Linked DNA regions of Ovis aries: region 2 is linked to region 1. The links are chromatin contacts, called in public Hi-C maps. All regions are on one chromosome and are shown on one strand. Each heading gives the region's core, a stretch centred on a gene start, on an enhancer-like site or on the middle of the called end of the contact. The rest is flanking DNA. Distances are from core to core; before and after follow the strand shown.

Evidence for each region. Hi-C and Micro-C count contacts between places; a contact is called where the count stands out from the background.
Region 2: a contact with region 1 is called in a Hi-C map of hypothalamus, with 2.6 times the contacts expected there. The contact joins the promoter of GADD45B here to the promoter of SGTA in region 1. A contact is called at or near these places in 3 of 16 Hi-C or Micro-C datasets (hypothalamus, liver and muscle).

The regions. Positions count from the first base shown.
Region 1 is chr5:18,698,602-18,701,301 of ARS-UI_Ramb_v3.0, forward strand. It overlaps SGTA (small glutamine rich tetratricopeptide repeat co-chaperone alpha), which reads left to right and starts at 1,273. Exons shown (of 10, transcript XM_060416336.1): 1 at 1,273-1,321.
Region 2 is chr5:18,910,814-18,913,513 of ARS-UI_Ramb_v3.0, forward strand. GADD45B (growth arrest and DNA damage inducible beta) reads right to left here and starts at 1,324. Exons shown (of 4, transcript XM_004008628.5): 1 at 1,049-1,324; 2 at 844-945; 3 at 219-441. The coding sequence starts at 1,092.

The DNA of each region.
Region 1 (2,700 bases), core at 23-2,522:
GTTGCCTGTCCTAGGGATCACCGGTTAAAACAAAATCTTGAGGCGGTCCAGAGGTTAGGACTCCACTCTTTCACGTTGGTGATGGACAGGGAGGCCAGGCGTGCTGCGGTTCATGGGGTCGCAGAGTCGAACAGGACTGAGCGACTGAACTGAACTTTCACTGAAGGGGGCACAGGTTTGATTCCTTCTCCGTAGGGCCCCAAAGAGTCGGTCACGACTGAGCATGCACATACGCATAGGAAACGAAGACCAGTGCGCAAAAAAACCCCAAAATATCAACCTTGAACCACCTGAGTCACCCGGAAAGAAACGAGAATTAAACATGCCCCCAAACCCACCTCCTTTATTTATCCATTTCTGCAAAAGAAATGAAAATACCCTGGGGTGTTAAGTGTGCATGCGTTTTAAGTAGGATAAAAGTGAATTGGGAGAACATTTCTGGCAACTTTAACCCTAATGACGGTCATTTAGTAGGGAATTTCCCATTACCCACCCTCGATTTTTTTCTCTCTTGAGAACGTCAAGATTAATTCTACGTTAGTTTTCATTTTCGCTGTTTCCTATAGCTGGAGTGCTTTTCTCCAGTTCTTCAAATTTACCTGTGGGAGAGAGACCCTCCCTAATCATCCCAGCCAATTTACCCCCCAAACACAACACACCACGTTTTCTTCATAGTGCTTGCCATTGAGTAAAATCTGTTCATTTATATACTAGTTTACTAGTTTATAGTGTATCGCAATACAAGGTAATGAGAGCAAACATTTCCCTTTATAGTTGGCGTGCATATTCGTTGACTACTAGGCACCTGCGGTAAACAAAAATCTGTGAATTATTATACTTTACTCTGATGGACTGAATGAATAACATAATTCACTTGTTGGAGGATGGATGGGTAAAAAAAATAAACAAATAACAGTTGCTCGAATTCAAAGAGCGTCTATGATGCTCCGGGGCGCCAGATACCCAAACGCAGCTGCACCACGTGGCCGACTCGGCACCACGTGACGACTCAGCCAACCCACAAGAATCCTCCACCGTCCCATGATGCACCACTCCATTCCCTCTGTAGAGGACAAGTCAGTCCTGATTTCCGGCCTCCAATCGCTCGTAGTGGTTAGTTGCCCTAACGACCAACTTGTCCCAGCCTCTAAGGTACGTCACTTCCCCTTACGCCAGACCTGATAATTGCCGCGCCTGCGCAGAATGAAAGCCAGGAGGCGCTGGCTCCTTCTGCGCAGGCGTCTCAGTTGGGGGGCGGGACCGGGCGGCGCTGTGGTGCGCAGGCGCAGCCGTCGGTGGGTCCCGGGTTCGGCTGTGTGAGGTGAGTCGGGGGGTTCGGCGCTGGTCCGAATGGGCCTAAGGTCCGCAATTCGGGGCGTCTGGGGCCTCTGGGGCTCCTGTGCCGTAGGAAGACGTCGGTCCGGGGCCGGGGTCGCCATAATTTGCGGAGTGCTGTGAGTGGGCGGCGCGGAGGGGAAACTGAGGCCAGACCCCGTCGGGCAAGCCCTTGGCTGCCCAGGTTTTCTTCCTCCGGACTCCAGGCCTATGAAATGCGGATTAGGAGGCCCGGGGGTGAATAGCGGGAGGCATAGCGCCCCGCACGCAGTGAGCACTCGCTGGGTGTCCGCTGTGTCCCGGAAACACGGTCTTTTAGAATCGGGGCTCCGGTCCTTGGGGTTCAAGTCGGGGCTCCCTGTCCCGGCGCCTTCACTGTCCACCTGGGTGACCTTGACCAGCCTCTTGGCTTCTCGGAGCCTTTTTCCCCCTCCATATAACGGGCGTTGTCACAGACCCTGCATGGAGTAGGGGGACTTCCGGAGAGGACTAAAGCCGCAGGGCCCCCAGCGCGAAGTGACAGCTCCAAGAGATCAGCAGCGGTTAGTCCGCTTTCACGAGGACGACCTCTGCCTGTTGTGCCAGAGACTGGGGCGAAATCTAGCGCTGAGGACCGGCTCGTCCACCTCTCGCTGGCTCTGTGAGCTTGGGCAAGTCGTTTGCCCCCTCCACGACCCTTTTCTGCCACGAATAGGGGCTGTAGAAGTATATGTCTCTTAAGGTCATTATGAGGTTAAGTACACTTGGAACCTTCTTTCATTAGGTTCTTGCTACTTGTCTAGAGCTTCCTAGAGGACAGATGGTTTTGTTATCAGATGCCAGGAACTGCTTGAGCACTCTGCATCTCCACCCAGGAAAGTTTCCCGTTTTCTTTTGTTTCTCTCTCTGGTTATTTGTTTTGTCTGCTTTTCCTCTCCCTAGGCCAGGCATTCTGTCCTCTCAGGGAACACGGGCCATGTCTGGGGACGTCTATGGCTGTCACAGCCAGGGGCGCTCCTGGTATCAAGGGGCTGGTGACCAGGGATGCTGCTGCACATCCCACAGTGCCCAGGATGGCCCCACGGAGAACAGTCTGGCCCTCAATGTCCACAGTGCTAAAGTACGTCCTACCTCAGACTAGTGGTTTTTCACTAGTGGCCCTCAACCTAGGGCCAAGTAACATCAGCTTCTGGTCTCCAGAAGGGGTGAAGGGTGTGAACCCCCAAGAAATCACATGCAAGGTTTGGTGTGGGTGTCCACTTTTGTGGGTGAGGAAGGGTATTTTGGAGTTTGGAGCTCTAGAAATCAGGTTGCACAGGTTCAAAACTGCTGATATGCATCTTCCCTGGATGACCTTGGAGGTTGCTCCCGTCCCTCTGGGCCTCA
Region 2 (2,700 bases), core at 74-2,573, 210 kb after region 1:
TGGGGAGTGTCCCTCTCCCAGGGCTCCCATGGGGAAAACAGGCTGGCTCAAAATAACTCGCTAGGTGAAGAGGCCTGGAGGCTAGCAGGTTGCCCACGGGACATGCCAAGCGTGGCTGAACGCTGAGCTGGTGCACACCGGCCAGCTCCACTTTGTTGACAAACACGGGCCCAGGTGCCGGGTGGGGGTGGGGCAGGGCGGAGCCCCAGTTTGCTCACCGTGACCAGGAGACAGTGCAGGTCCCGGGCCTCGGTGGTGCCCTGGGTCTCGGCCGGCTCGCCCAGCAGCTGCGCCAGGCGCTGCATCCCCGACACCCGCACGATGTCGATGTCGTTGTCGCAGCAGAAGGACTGAATAAGCGTAAAGTGGATCTGCAGGGCGATGTCGTCCTCCTCTTCCTCGTCGATGGCCAGGAGGCACAGGACCACGCTATCAGGATCCCTGAGGGGCCAGAGGGGGATGGGTGGGTCAGCTGGGGACTCGGAAGGGCCCCCCTTCTCGTGCGGCGGGGAGTTTGCAAAAGCAGAGAGCAACTGCAGGTGTGCAGGGGATGGCATCTGCAAGCAGATGCTGGGGTGGGGGAGAAGACGCTCGGTTCAAAGGCCGGGCGTGGGTGGGGGGTAAGTCAGGGACATAAACAGGCGACTGTTTGCAAGTGATGTAGCCCCAGCATACTGCAGCCTCCACGCCTCAAAAAAAAAAAAAAGGGCAGAAAGATCCCCAATCCACAATGGGGACACTTGGGGGTGTCCCAGACCCATGCAAGACAGGAGTGCAGGAGGGAGATTGCAGAGCGGAGAGGGTCCCCACCCGCGCCCAGCCGGGAGACAGAGTCTGACTCACACATTCATCAGCTTGGCCGACTCGTACACCCCCACGGTGAGGCGGTCCTGGCGCTGCGCGGCCACCAGCAACTCCTCCACCGCGGCGCTCACCGTCTGCATCCTGGGGCCAAGGGAGAGCGGAGGTCAGCATCAGGCCAGGCACGGGGCGCCCCTTCCCCACCCGGCCCAGCCTGACCTCAGGTGGCAGGGGCGCCACTACTTACTTTTGCGCCGCGTTGTCGCACGCCACGAGCTCTTCCAGTGTCATGTTGCAGTTATAATCCACAGTGGAAAACAGCCTCACGACAGGTTCAAGGAAGAAAATGCAATATCCAAGGCTGGAAAGCCCAAAGCCTTCCCACGGAGACCAAGCGTTCGTCAAGACCTTAGGAAGGCAGCGAAATCCACCCCCAAAAAAGGCGGAAAAAATTGCAAGTGTCTCAGCAAGAATAATCCAAGTAGCAACTGCAAAAGATCCGAGTGCTCGGCGTCAGCGATCTGAGCTTGCGGCGGCAGGCACAGCCTTTTATAGACTAAGAGGTTAGGGGGCGAGGCCCCAGTGACCCGTTCGCCCCTCCGATTGGACAAAACACAAAGGCGAGAGAAATTCGCGCTGCGGTTGGTCGGCGGCGGGGAGGGGGCGGGGCGCCGCGCGGGGGTGCCCCACGTGGGGGCGAGAGCCGGGAGGAGGGCGCCGGGAGGGTGGGGGTGGAGCCGGGGGGAACTTGAGTGCCAGAAAAGAGAAAAAAAAGCAGAAGTTTTCTCTTATTTCCCGGCAGCCGCGCCGCGTTTCGGGGCGCGCGCGGGATTTCCAGCGCGCGAGGCGGCCCAGACTTTCGAGGGGGGGGGCCTGGAATCCCCTCCCGGTCCCCGGAGAGTCCCCGGCCCGAGTCTTTCCAGGTTCTGCAGCAGTTTTACACCGAGAGGGAGCCCAGTCTGCAGCCCGATCCCTAGGTGGTGGGGGGGGGGGGGGGGGGTAGCCCCAGGCTGCAGAGACCCCAGCCCCTGGGTGACTTTACTTTCTGGGCGTTTCTGCCCTTATCTGTCTAATGGGAATGCAAAGTTGGCCTCATTAGATTGCAGAGTCCTAAATAAAGTGAGGGATGCACAGTAAGCGCCTAGCACGCGGTGGTGGTCGCAGGAGGCCGCCTAGATCCCCCAAATTGCAGGCTGCGAAAGCGGCCTCAGAGTTCCCACCCGTCCTATGACAATGCGCACCGGCCTCACTGGGTTGCAGGAAACATTAACTAATAAGTGGAGTACACAAGAGACACTTGATAAATATCGCCTGGTAGTCTGGGAGGTCGCCTCGAGTTCCCCAGAACCAGGGGCTGCAGAGCCCAGGGCCGAGACCCGGTGCCCCCTCTCCAACCCCGCGAGTTTCAGGGTGGGGCGCGCGTGGGAGGCGCAGGTGGCTAGGCCTCGCAGGCTCCACGCCCCCTGCAGGCGCCTGGCATTGCAAGGTTTGACTGCCCCTGCTCACAGCGGCTCTGTTGGGGGAAATCCAGCCCGAGAGAGGGCGAAGGGAGCCGGTTCATCTGTGAGCCACGCGCTGCCACCTTTGCGCGCTTACTGTGATGGTGGCCGCTTTTATTCCCTCCGGAGTGGGCGCTGAATGTATGGAGCGCGCGCTTGGCCCCAGGTTCTCCGTATCACGGTTCATTGAATCCCCAAGAACCCGGGAAGCATGGGCTATGCTTATCTGCAGGATGCAAAAGGGTAAACTGAGGTTTGGTGGGGCCTCCACTAATTCAAGGCCCCAGTTAGCTGGTGCTGGAGTTACACGTGTGCGCCAGGCGCGGCCGCGCGCTCGGACAGCCGCCAACCACGCCATCTCCCTGGGAAAGCAGTTCACGAGCCAGGCGGGCAGGCCCGC